2 separate regions of the Mus musculus genome follow, and region 2 is linked to region 1. A link is a contact called in public promoter capture Hi-C data. All regions are on one chromosome and are shown on one strand. Each heading gives the region's core, a stretch centred on a gene start, on an enhancer-like site or on the middle of the called end of the contact. The rest is flanking DNA. Distances are from core to core; before and after follow the strand shown.

What was found. Capture Hi-C pulls out chosen DNA fragments and counts their contacts.
Region 2: a contact with region 1 is called in a promoter capture Hi-C map of liver, with 5 times the contacts expected there. The contact joins the promoter of Trex2 here to the promoter of Pnma5 in region 1. A contact is called at or near these places in 18 of 39 promoter capture datasets (the 3T3-L1 cell line, 3T3-L1-derived adipocytes, the C10 cell line and 11 more), 9 of 484 Hi-C or Micro-C datasets (the AML12 cell line, the G1E-ER4 cell line, bone marrow-derived macrophages and 6 more), 10 of 115 datasets of contacts at active chromatin or transcription factors (bone marrow-derived dendritic cells, differentiating embryonic stem cells, double positive thymocytes and 3 more) and 4 of 9 other capture datasets (adipose tissue, embryonic stem cells, liver and 1 more).

Annotation. Positions count from the first base shown.
Region 1 is chrX:73,033,700-73,039,979 of GRCm38.p6, reverse strand. It overlaps Pnma5 (paraneoplastic antigen family 5), which reads left to right and starts at 2,877. Exons shown (of 2, transcript NM_001100461.3): 1 at 2,877-4,816; 2 at 5,653-5,999. The coding sequence starts at 2,906. The coding sequence ends at 4,762. Gm52421 (a long non-coding RNA gene) reads right to left here and starts at 3,960. Exons shown (of 2, transcript XR_003953046.1): 1 at 3,883-3,960; 2 at 1-752.
Region 2 is chrX:73,432,881-73,439,160 of GRCm38.p6, reverse strand. It overlaps Trex2 (three prime repair exonuclease 2), which reads left to right and starts at 3,818. Exons shown (of 2, transcript NM_011907.4): 1 at 3,818-3,864; 2 at 4,488-5,456. The coding sequence starts at 4,522. The coding sequence ends at 5,232. It overlaps Haus7 (HAUS augmin-like complex, subunit 7), which reads left to right. Exons shown (of 10, transcript NM_028633.3): 10 at 1,596-1,846. The coding sequence ends at 1,666.

The sequences.
Region 1 (6,280 bases), core at 1,628-4,127:
AACCAATGGCTGCAGGGCCTGGCATGACACATGCTAAGCTTGGTGGTGTCTACTAAAACAAACTTTAGTCCAAACCTCCCGCCACTTTGTTCAAATTCGGTGTTCCTTCCATTTTCCCCTCCCCCAGGACCAACAGGATTGGTTAAGGCAACAGAATCCTCCTATTAGGGAGTGGCGGGGAAGGGGAGGTGATACCAGGGTACAGCCCCAAAAGGGTCGTGTGCAACTCCACGGGCGTGGGCGGGGCCGGCATATATAAGATCTTCCTGCCCTGATCTTAGACTCATTTCACATTGAAGAGTCTGTGGTTGTCGCGTCTGTCTCCTGGAGTTCTGGCCTGGCGGCCTCTTCAGCAGGTACCATGCTGCTTTCCCCTTGGTACCCTAAGGATTTCTGCCATTTCTAGACATCACCCATTCCATTTGTGTCCTTTTTATGGCCTTCTGTTTTCTTTCACTAAAACTTTTTGGAAATGTGAGATAAGGGATATGAGGAATGGAGGATATCTGTGAAGGGGTGCAAAGCATAATGGTTTTTTTGTTTTCTGGTTGTGTTCTCTTTGTGAGACAGTCTGAAATTTCTGGGTTCCGGTGATCTTCCTGCCTTCTGAGAAGCTGAACTCCAGGGTTTGTTTGGCTTTTAGAAAAGGTCCAGGTAGAGGAATTTAGGTAGAAGTGAAGGAGGCATTTGGCAGCAGGAGTGACTTTAGGTTGTCGCTAGGATGTGTTGGTGGGACATGGATGGCACGGAACCTGGAGATGAAACTTGAAAGGTTATTGGAAGGTCCAGAGCAGGGACTCGGAGATGGCTTGGGGTGGGGGGGTGGGGGGTGCTCTGGGAACTTGCCGCAACTGGGAAGGGGTAATACTTGGGACAGTTGAGAAGTTGCTGGAACCAGGATCGGTCTGTGTCTTGTTCAGAGCTGGAACTGAGATAGATGGTGAGTGTCCTAAAATGGCGCTGGGACAGGGAAGGGGCGGTCCTTGGGACAGCTGGCAGGTTGTTCGGACCAGGATGGAGCTGGATGGCAGCAGGTTCTGGAATTTGGAGGGACGTTTCGTTGTGCATGAGGTCAGTGGAGCAGTTGCTCAATTTCATGCAAGAACTTTTTCTTTTTGTTTTTTTGAGACAGGGTTTTTTTGTTGTTGTTTTGTTTTGTTTTTGTTTTTCGAGACAGGATTTCTCTGTGTATCCCTGGCTGTCCAGGAACTCACTTTGTAGACCAGTCTGGCCTCTAACTTAGAAATCTGCCTGCCTCTGCCTCCCGAGTGCTGGGATTAAAGGCGTGCGCCACCGTGCGCCACCACGTCCGGCTGCAAGAACTTTTTTCTTTTTTTTCTTTCTTTCTTTCTTTCTTTCTTTCTTTCTTTCTTTCTTTCTTTCTTTCTTTCTTTCTTTCTTTCTTTCTTTCTTTCTTCCTTCCTTCCTTCCTTCCTTCCTTCCTTCTTTCTTTCTTTCTCTTTCTTTCTCTTTCTCTCTCTCTCTCTCTCTCTCTCTCTCTCTCTCTCTCTTTCTTTCTTAGGTATTTTCTTCATTTACATTTCAAATGCTATTCCAAAAGTCCCCCATACCCCCCCACACACACACACTCCCACTTCTTGGCCCTGGCATTCCTCCGTACTGAGGCATATAAAGTTTGCAAGACCACATATTCGGGAACTTTCAGAATAGCATTTGAAATGTAAATGAAGAAAATATCTAATTAAAAAAAAAGTAGCTACTGCCCGCTTAGGTTTCAAAACTGACAGATCAGCCCCAGCCTACTTCAAGTGCAGGGATTAAAGATGTGCTCAGCCATACCCAGCAAGGGGCTGTCTTTAGATTCTTGAGCAGACTCAGAATTAGCACAGCCTGCGTGGGCAGGGACATTCAGGATAGACCATGTTAAATATTCCTTTGCCTTGCCTTGAACAGATCAGTGGGCAGGAACCAGCACTGCTTGTCTGGATAGAGCCAGAAGACTGCCAGGATCAAGCACCAGCACAGGAAAGTCACCATAGCCACACTTCAGTGGGGCACTCTACAGAAGACAGCAGGGTGAGCATCTATTTTGGGAATAGCCTCTAACTGTAGCAGAAGACTGGTGAAGGGGTTTCTTGCCAAGATTCACAGACTGCAGGGTAGGGCCATACCTGAGAGTTGTCTTTTACTTTCTGGGGTCTTTTTTTTTTTTTTGCCTCTGATTCCAGATTCCATACTATTGTAAACCCATATGCTTAATTTATCAGCACTCGCTCCTCAGTCTCTGCCCTATCCTACTCTCCACACCTGTTGCTAAGATGCTTCATTAGTTGGAGAACCATGGCATCACCTGTTGTCCATAAAAGGCCTTAACCTATGTGGTAACTTATGGTAGAAATCTAGATTCACACTGTTCTTGTGTCCATGTCAATACTTTAGCTTGTCGTACGTTCTTTGCACTCAGCACTGTGATCACATCTGCTGAGTTCTAGTCATCTTTCTTATCTGTTGAGCATTTCTTCAGGTGGAGGAGAGTTTATGTGTTGCCAATCTTGAACCTAACAAGGAATGGGTTAAATCCAATATAGCACTGAGTGGGTGGCAGAGTGCTCTCCTGTTCTTTCCTCCACTGGCATTGGTCTTTGCCTCCTGACATTGGCATTTTCCCCACAGGTACTTGCAGAATGCACAGTAGTGTCCCTGGACTTGCAAGGAGGTTGCTGCAACCAAAGGTCAGCAGGGTTCAGTGAGGTTTGGGGAGCTTTCTGTGATTGAACAAGACTGAATGTCTGGGAAAAGGAAAGGTGATGGGAATCATTAAGTAACATCTTAACTTCATTTGCATTTCAGGTTGTGGAAACCAGGACATCACTGCCTTTCTATATGGCATTGGTTTAGAATCTTTGAGTCCTAGTGTTAGGTCTGCTGATAGAGGGAGGGAACAATGGCCGTGGCTCTATTAGATGACTGGTGTAAGGGGATGGATCTGGATCCCAAGAAGGCTGTGCTCATTGTGGGCATCCCCGTGCAGTACACTGAGGCTGCGATAAATGATGCTCTGAAAGAAGGCTTACCTCCCTTGTGTGCATACAAGGTGATAGGCAGGATGTTCAGGAGGGAAGATGAAGCTAAGGCAGTCTTAATTGAACTGCCTGAAGTTGTTGATTATACTATGATGCCTACTCATATACCAGCAGAGGGTGGGGCCTGGGAAGTGGTTGTCAAACCCCGTAGCCCAGATGATGAGTTTATGAATAAGTTGATCTACTTTCTAAGAGATGAAGGACGGAGAATAGTAGATGTGGCCAAAGCCCTGGGGTTTAGCACTGTTCCTACAGGGAAAATAGAGTTAAAGAATTTAGACCAAGACAAACCAAAAGGCTTGAAGTCTCTGTGTAATAATAGCACATGTTACAAAAAACTGAAAGTATTTTCTGGCAGTCCCTTTCCAGGCCCAGGAGAAGAAAGCTTTGAAACCTGGTTAGAGGAGGTCACTGAGCTGATGCAGTTATGGCAGGTGTCCGAGAGGGAAAAGAAGCAGTGCCTTCTAGAGAGCTTGCGTGGCTCTGCCCTGTCAATCATGCAGGCACTGTGGACTAGCAATGACTCCCTAACCGTGGAGCAGTGCTTGAAAGCCCTAAAGCACATCTTTGGAAATAAAGAGGACTCTAAGGTCTTACAGTTCAGGTTCCTTCAGTCTTCTCAGAAACCTGCAGAGAAGGTATCTGACTACTTGCTACGTTTAGAGCCCCTGCTGCAAAAAGCAGTGCAGCAGAGCCCACTGTCAGCACACAGTGCAGATTCAATTCGTCTCAAGCACGTCTTATCTCAGGTCTCCATGACCACTGGCCTTCGGGGAAAGCTCTCCCTCTTAGATCAGCAAGGGTGCCCACCTACTTTTCTGGAATTAATGAAACTTACTCGAGACGAGGAAGAGTGGGAAAGCACTGTGGTAGTGGAGGAGCAGGAGCAGGTACGAAGGGACAGCAGCGCATGTGAGGCGGCAAATGAAGTTGTCACCCAGGCAGAGGATTCTAGGGAGGTCAGCACCCAGACCACAGGAGAGGAGATGACATCAGTGAAACGGAGGCGACTGCTCTGGAGACACAGTGCTGGGGAAGAGGGACAGAGGAAGGAATCAGGTTTCTGGGCTGAAAGTGAACCCGATGAGCAGAAACCTTATGTTAGAGCACAGGAGTCGGGGAACGAGAGAGGGGCTTGGGCAGTGAGCCACCCTAACCCCAAGGAAATAGAGGCTCAGGACAGCCAGGAATTCCTTCCTGTGGCAGGCAACAGAGATACTTTGACAAAATCATGGGGCAGCCCAGACAAAGGAACAGGGGACATGAGTGTTGCAGAAGGGCAACAGGGCCAGGGTAAGGCACCCAACTTCTTACTAGCTAGAAATGATCCCAACAAGCAAGAACAAATTCCACACAGCTCAGTGACTACCAAATGGCAGGACCGTGGGGAGTGTCAGAGACTGAAATGGGGAGCTAGTATGATAACTAGACCACAGGGTAATCCAGACCGCAGTTGGGATACTAGTGGGTCACAAGATGGTGAGGATGGGTGTTCTGAGCTAAGAATGCCCACTGGCACTGAAGCAGCACAGGGTGTGGAGGAGCCTGCCACAGGGTTGTCTTGGGCAGAGGACACCAGTGCCTGGGAACAAGCACGGCTAGGCAGGGAGACAGTACCCAGGAGAGGAGGCCGCAGGATCCAGCCTGTCTTCAGGATCATCTACACAGCTCTAGGGGAGCCCCATGAGGGCAGCACCCTTGAGTCCTTTCGTGAGTGAACTCCCCCCGCTCCTGTGAAACCTGCAAGCCTCAGGACCCAAAGGACCCGGGAGGCAAGTGCCAACACAAGGCAGTTTCCTTCTTGACACCCTGACAGGACACTAGTGCCTGAGAAAAGCCCCAGGCTGGGGCACATGGCACCACAGGGTTAATGCCCTCAGCTGGCCTGAGAGCCTGGGAGTGTGCAGGACAGGTTTTGTGTGAGCAAACAGGAGCAGCAGAAAGAGGACTCTGTGTGTGGGGCGGGGGCAGGCAGGGGGCGGGGGGGGGGAGAGTTTGTTCTGCTCTCTTTTGTCCAGGGCTGCTGGAGAATTCCAGAGAGCAAGCAGGGACAGGCAGGTGAATACAACTCTGCCAGGCAGCTGCCAAGGCTGGCCCCAAACCCTGCCGACCTGGAGGGTGGCCTGGCAGCTTTGCCGAGGTGCCATCCTCCATCTGCCACCCATAACCAAACAGGTGGACATCACAGAAAAGGCCATCTCAAGGGTTCTGCCAACTGCCTGGCTCTCCCAACACAAATGCCCCTTCCTCTTCCCTTTCCCCTCTCCCCCTTCCCCTGCCACTGCTGTCCAGAGGCAGGCTGCCCCCTGCTCTGGAACCCCGCCCCCTTATCTGTTAACCTCATAGTGACCCAGCTGTCCAGTGAGTCCCTTCCCCTATCACGTGCTTACCCACCATCAGCTGCTCCTGTATAAAGCTGTGAGTGAGGGCAACTGGAGGCCCTGACTACCTACCTGGTCAGCCACTTCTACACCCTGGCACGTGTTGTGAGCTTCTGTGCCAGCCTAGGCTACGCTAGCTGCTCTCTTACCCACCTGGTGTTGTGAACTCCTTGTCAGCTTTCCTAGTGTACATCTAGGCCAGCTGCCTGCTGCTTGTTCTCTTGCAGATGTGTGTGCTAACCTGAGTTCCTGAGCCTGGTTCTGGAACCATGGATGTTGACAAGGCTGATGACTTCAACTTGGGACTATGTGTGATATTCCTCTCCTGTTATTACTTATAATTTTACTTTCTAGGGTTGGTGGGGTGTTGCATGCTATGGTTCCACCAATTCCCTGTGCCTGGACTGTGTATGCTATAAGGGAGAACTACACTGTAGTGAGTGATCTCTTGAGATAGCAGAAGGCCCTGTGTGAGCAGAGCCTATGGCTTCTAGTGACCACTCAAAGTTTCTGTTATGTTTTTAATGGTTTTAATACAATTTTTGTTGAATAAATCTCATGAATGTTCTGGCTATGTTCTTTCTGGCGATGTTCTGCCTCGCTGTGAGTGAGTTGGGCAGCAGTAGTGGCTGAGTTGACACTGGCATATATGCATGTCAGAGACCATGAGGGGCTATAGTCGTCTCCTGGGTGGGAAGGAACCAGGCTACTGGTAGCCAATGGATATGGGGTACAATAGCTATTTGTCTTCCTAGGGCACTTGGCAAGAACAGGGATAAAGGAGCTATGTGCTGAAGGGAGGATGCAGTATATAAGGCAGGCCCCAGGATTCCTGGTGCAGCAGTGTACTTGTAA
Region 2 (6,280 bases), core at 2,569-5,068, 400 kb before region 1:
AAGACCTGGATACACAGGAAATTGTTTTTGGAAAACTTCCAAGCAACATGACAGGCAAATGTGCTTGGGTAACTGTGAAAGCCCAGCTGAGAGGAAAGATCAGAAGACAGTGACATAGGAGGTAGTGAGCCTCTAGGAGCAGATGTGAGATGAGAGAGTAAGCACAAAGTACAGAACACAGAAGCTGGATCCACAGAAACAGAAATGCAACAGGGGAGCTCCTTATTTCAAGTCCAGAGCAGGTGCAACCTAAAGGAATTAGTCTACAACTCACCCTGCTGTAGCAGGACCAGGGTACGAGACCAAACTTCAAGATAAAAAGCCAGTATGTGGTCTCAGGAACAGCCCTGGGGACTGAGAACTACTAAAGTCCACATGTTAGGGCAAAGCAGGCCTTCTTCCAGGTGGGAAAGTGTGAACCATTGGGCTGATAGCTCAGGATAGGGTGAGGCCCAGGGTCTAGATTCTAGCAACACTCAGGGATTGATAAAGGCAGATGCCACAGAAGAAGGACAGAGCAGAGCCCAGCAAACTGTCATCTTCAGAGGGACACAGTTTGCCACAGTTGAAGCCTTTAACTAGGATACCACTGGAAACATTAACAGCAAGGGGGGAAGGATCCTTAGGGTGCTATTCAGGATGGGATTTCATTATTCTGCAGGCAGGATTTATTTGAGCAGTTAAGAACACTGGCTGCTCTTCCAGAACACCTGGGTTTGATTCTCAGCGTCCTTTTCTGGTCTCCTCAGGCACTGAGCATGCACATAATGTACATACATGTATGTGGTCAAAATGTTCATATACATAAAATAAAAATAAATAAATCCTTAAAACAGAGATACATGTTAAAAGCAAACAAAGGAAGAACTTAAATTGGGTAGAAATTTAGTTAACTGGGTACCTCGTAATTGTCTGGTCAGAGCCCCGGAGGTGGGTGCGTGTACAGGTTATGACCCCCAAAGCAGTGATTCTCAAACTCTGGGTTGTGACCCCTTTGGGGGTCATATTTACATTACAAATCATAGCAGTAGCAAAATTACAGTTGTGAAGTAGCGATGAAAATAATGTTATGGTTGGTGATCACCACAACATGAGGAACTGTAGTAAAGGGTTTCAGTGTTAGGAAGGTTGAGAACCACTGCTCTAAAAGCCATAGAATAGTTCTGGGTTGCTGGCTTTGTTACTGTGTGCACATACTGGTATCAGATTAAAACAACGCACAATTGAAACAACTCTTGGACTTTGAGGTGGCAGGGACCTAGCCTGGCCTGAACCTTGACATGCATTATGGTCAGTGTGACCCAGTCAGAGACTCCAAGCTGCTGGCCTAGTACGACCAGCCAAGAGGCCTTGCTTGCAACTCCCTAATCAATGTTTCTGGATTATGGAAGAAGTTGCCCCCCCCCACAGCTTCCAAACCCCTTGAGGACCAGGTGTGAGTTGTCCTTACTACCACCTGGTCATGCCTAGTGAGAGCCTGAGCAGGATATGGAGGATAGGGGCTCTGGTAGGAAGGCAGGAAGGAATGGGTCTTGTATGGACTGCCAACTTCTACCTCTTTACTCACTTGGCCGTTCGTTTCTTTCTCTATACAGCTGCCAGAATTGATGAAGTAACACAGAAGTACAAGATCCTTACTGACAGATTTCACAGAGGCACAAGATGATGCAGGGCTATAAAGCCCTCCCTGGAGCTTTCAGGAGGGCCAGTTCCAATCCTGATCACAGCCTGCATGGATTTCCACTTGCCTGGTGCTTGCAGTTTGAAGGGAAGGAGGAAGAGGGAGGCAGAAAAGGAAGGCAGAGATGGGTAGGAGAGGGAAGAAATAAAAGAAACTCAAGCTTAAGACGTTGCCTTCGGACTACTGTTTGTGCATATCGTACTCTTCTTTGGCCTGGGATGCTCAACCTCCCTTCCTGTCCTCATCCTTACTATTCTAGGTTAGCTTGGTGGCCGGCCTTCTACTACCACAGTGGTTCTTGGCCATTCCTCTCTCTGCTGCTTCTATTCCTTTCTGATACTGCCTAGTTATTTTGACCTATCCAGTTCTGGAGGTCTCCCCTGCACCCTGATATGACCCTTCTCCCTGCTCATGTGCCTTTCACCCCCTATCTCATTTCAGGGTTCCACAGAGGCTTCTTGTGGCATGTCCTTGGGAACCTATCTCTTCCTTTGTTTTCTAGGGTGCTAGCACCCACTGGAGAATTTTCACCAGGGCCCGGCTGGCTATCCAGGAAACTGCTCTCTGGGATTCCCACAGTGGCCAAGTATCTTTTTGAGTAGTATGCTTGTCATAGCCACCTCCCTCCCTTCAAGCACCGGAACAGGCACAACTTGGTGAGACCCATTATCACACCCGTGGCCACCTGCCCCACCCTGCTCCTGTAACTGCACCTTTGCTCCTCCGGGCTCCCTGAGTACTTTTGGACAGCTGGGTGCTAGACCCTTCTTGCTTAGACACTGTTGGGAAAGGTTGCTGGGCAAGCAGGTCCTTGTTTCCTACTGTCCAGCTGATCCAACTGCTCTATGGAAAGGCCCAGGAGTGGCTGCAGTGGGCAGGTACAGCATCAACCATATCCTTAGAAGGCTAGACCTGCAGTGTTGGATCTCTGGAATGAGATCTTCAAGAGAGGCCATGGATAACCTTCTAGCCTCTGGTCACACTCACATCTCACATCTCCCCATGAAGGGCAGCCAGGTCACATCTGGTGTCTCTCAGATGAAACAGAAAAGACCTTAGAGCAGTGGTTTTTAACCTGTGGATCAGTCGCTACCCTTTAGGGAGTTACATCATGCATGTTCGATATTTACATTACAATTAATAACAGCAAGATTATACTTACAATGTAGCAACAAAAATAATTTTATGCTTGGGTGTCACTACAACATGAAAAACTGTATTAAAGGGTTACAGCTCTGGGAAGGTTAAGACCTACTGTCTTAGAGTCCTAGAGGTCTCCCAGACACCTCTTTTTATTTCTGAAATTGAAAGAATTGAATCAGCTATATCCACAGGGCTGTGTGGGTCAGGCCTCATTGCTTCATGGCCTCCCTTTGCCTGCCTTTCCTCCCTGCCTTCTCCACAAGTCTACTAAATAAATTCTTGGAACACATTGGGTGTCAGGAGTGTCAAACATTTGGATGTCATACCCCTAGAGCAGAGGTCACCATCCCTACTTGTGGCTGGAAGATGGGGCCAGAGGGTGGTAATCTGCAGCCAGGCAATGTTCATATTGGAGATGTTCCCAAGGACACTCCCTGATCACTGAAGCAAGACCAAGGCCTTGTCCTCAGCATGTCTTCCCATTCAAAGGCTAAACAAAGCACAAGTAGGTGCTTCTGTCACTCCTGAGGTCATGGCAACCCCACGAAGGGCAGCCAGGTCCCCACTGATGGAAGAAACCAGGACCTGGAGAAGAGGACCTGTTGCCTCTGAGTAATATGTCCTGGCATAGGGCTAAGCATTACACCTGGTTTGTCCAGGTCTGCCAACCACAAGCCAGATCTGATGAGACTTGGCTGTAGGGTTTAGCAGAAGCCACAGTCTTCCATCACACTCTGACTTCCTCCTGCCTGTGAGGACACATTCCTTCGGCTCGTGACGGTGCTCATCACTCACCGGAAGCCTGTGTGCAGTCAGAGCCTACTTCTCAGTCTGTAAACATAGGGCGTGTGTCCTGGTGGCTGCAAGCTCATGAGGGGGTGGCAAGCAAGCCGGCCGCACAGGTCCTGCAGCCTCCAGTCTCCTGGTTGCCCAACTGGCGGCTGGGGGCGGGCTGTGTCCTCTGATTAAAGGCTGCCTGGAGCAGCCTGTGCAGAGACAGGTGCCCAGCAGTCCAGGAAGCCAGCTGAAGCCCGCCCCAGGTAAGCCAGTGTGATGGGGATAGGTGGATAAAGCCACGAGCCTAGAGGCAGGTAGAAGCCAGCTTGAGACAGCACTTGTTTTGCAGAGAAAAGGTTGGGAAGCCCAGGGTCCCCATGCCAGATTCCTCCGGTGCCTGACACCCAAAGGTAGAAAGCAGGGCATAATGCCTGAGGCTCCTAGCCAAGGTATTTCCACTTAGGGGTTGGGCCAAGGCACCAATTGTGGACTGTATCTGTTCCCCTCCTTGATGGGCTAGATCTGGGCCTGGCAGCAAAAGGAAGAGGACCCTGGGTTAAAGTCTAAGCACTTTCTTTTGTGCCTGTTTGATAAGGTGATAGAACAACGAAGGTTGGGTTGGAGATCCAGGAAAGGGAGGAGGGAGGACGGACAGAAGTAACAAGATTCTGGTTACTTGATCCTGGCCCCATGAGTCCTCTTTAAAGTGTCTCTAGATATGAATATGTATCAGAAACTACTCCTAGCACCAAAGGCCTCATGAGATGGGATGGAGCATCAGGAAGTGAGGTTCTGTGTAGTATAGCTTTGACCTGAGATGGCTATAGGTAGCAGGGCCTTGCTCTCATGTCTTTAGCCCTCTGGCTTATGCCACTTGTTCTGGCAGCTCTAGGCCTCATTGTTCCTGTGAGAACATCAGCATGTCTGAGCCACCCCGGGCTGAGACCTTTGTATTCCTGGACCTAGAAGCCACTGGGCTCCCAAACATGGATCCTGAGATTGCAGAGATATCCCTTTTTGCTGTTCACCGCTCTTCCCTGGAGAACCCAGAACGGGATGATTCTGGTTCCTTGGTGCTGCCCCGTGTTCTGGACAAGCTCACACTGTGCATGTGCCCGGAGCGCCCCTTTACTGCCAAGGCCAGTGAGATTACTGGTTTGAGCAGCGAAAGCCTGATGCACTGCGGGAAGGCTGGTTTCAATGGCGCTGTGGTAAGGACACTGCAGGGCTTCCTAAGCCGCCAGGAGGGCCCCATCTGCCTTGTGGCCCACAATGGCTTCGATTATGACTTCCCACTGCTGTGCACGGAGCTACAACGTCTGGGTGCCCATCTGCCCCAAGACACTGTCTGCCTGGACACACTGCCTGCATTGCGGGGCCTGGACCGTGCTCACAGCCACGGCACCAGGGCTCAAGGCCGCAAAAGCTACAGCCTGGCCAGTCTCTTCCACCGCTACTTCCAGGCTGAACCCAGTGCTGCCCATTCAGCAGAAGGTGATGTGCACACCCTGCTTCTGATCTTCCTGCATCGTGCTCCTGAGCTGCTCGCCTGGGCAGATGAGCAGGCCCGCAGCTGGGCTCATATTGAGCCCATGTACGTGCCACCTGATGGTCCAAGCCTCGAAGCCTGAATGCCAGTGCCATCCATTCATCCAGGCTCTGAGCTACATCTTTGCTCTCTGTAGCACCTTTGTGGCCTTCCTCAGCCCTGACCTACCTGGCCATAGGATCCTACAGCCTTCTCTGTACTCCACTATCAGTTGGGCACCTTCTGGCCAGCCTGTGAGTTGCTCTTTCAGGGCTTCCATCTTTCATCCCATTTCTCAATAAATATCACCAACTATTTACCAGCTGATTTACTGGCCAGACTTCTCTCCGCCCATACCCAAAATTATCCAACCAAGGCACAGAAGGGCCCATGCTGGCCTGATCCTGTGGTGAGCTCTGTGAGTATGTAGAGGGGAAGATTCTCAAAAGGGGCTTGTGATAGGTAGGAGTGCTAGACCTTTAGCCCTGGCTATCTCTCTGGTATGTTTCATGGTCCCCCTGAGTGTTGCCCCTCTTTGCTAGGCCCTTGGGATAAGCAGGCTGAATCCTCCAGAGAGGGGATTGAAAGCAGTAACTGAGCCTGCAGAGAGCTAGTCCATGCCTTCCTTATTCAATGCCCAGCTCCAACCTTTACCCTCATTCTTCTCTGATCCTGCTCTGCAATGTAGCGCCAGTGAATTGATAATTGGGCTCCAGGAAAAGACAGGCATCTCTAATCATTTGTGGACATGGCACACGAATGCCACAGGAGGGGCCATCCAGGCAGACGAGGGTGCCAAGTTGACCTGAGGCATAGATGAGAGTGGCACTCATGCCAGCTCTCAGATCCTTCACAGAATGATTTATTTGGGCAACTTCTCACCGGCTGCTTCAGCTGGACTTCGGGTTTCTGGTGACCTGCCTGTGGAGCCCCACCCTGAGGCACTCCTATCTTGTGGTAAGTCAGACCAGGTGAGAGCTGTGTCACCAAATGCTGGGGCAGGTAAGAAGGGGTGGGGTGGCCACACCCCAGAGTGACTCGCATGAGCAAAGCCTCCAGCCTCCAGCCTCCAGCCAGCCTGGCCCGTTTGGGAACCCCTAAGTAGGTCAAAATGACCAGAGAGGCTTCAGTGTGTGTGGAGGCAGGGTAAG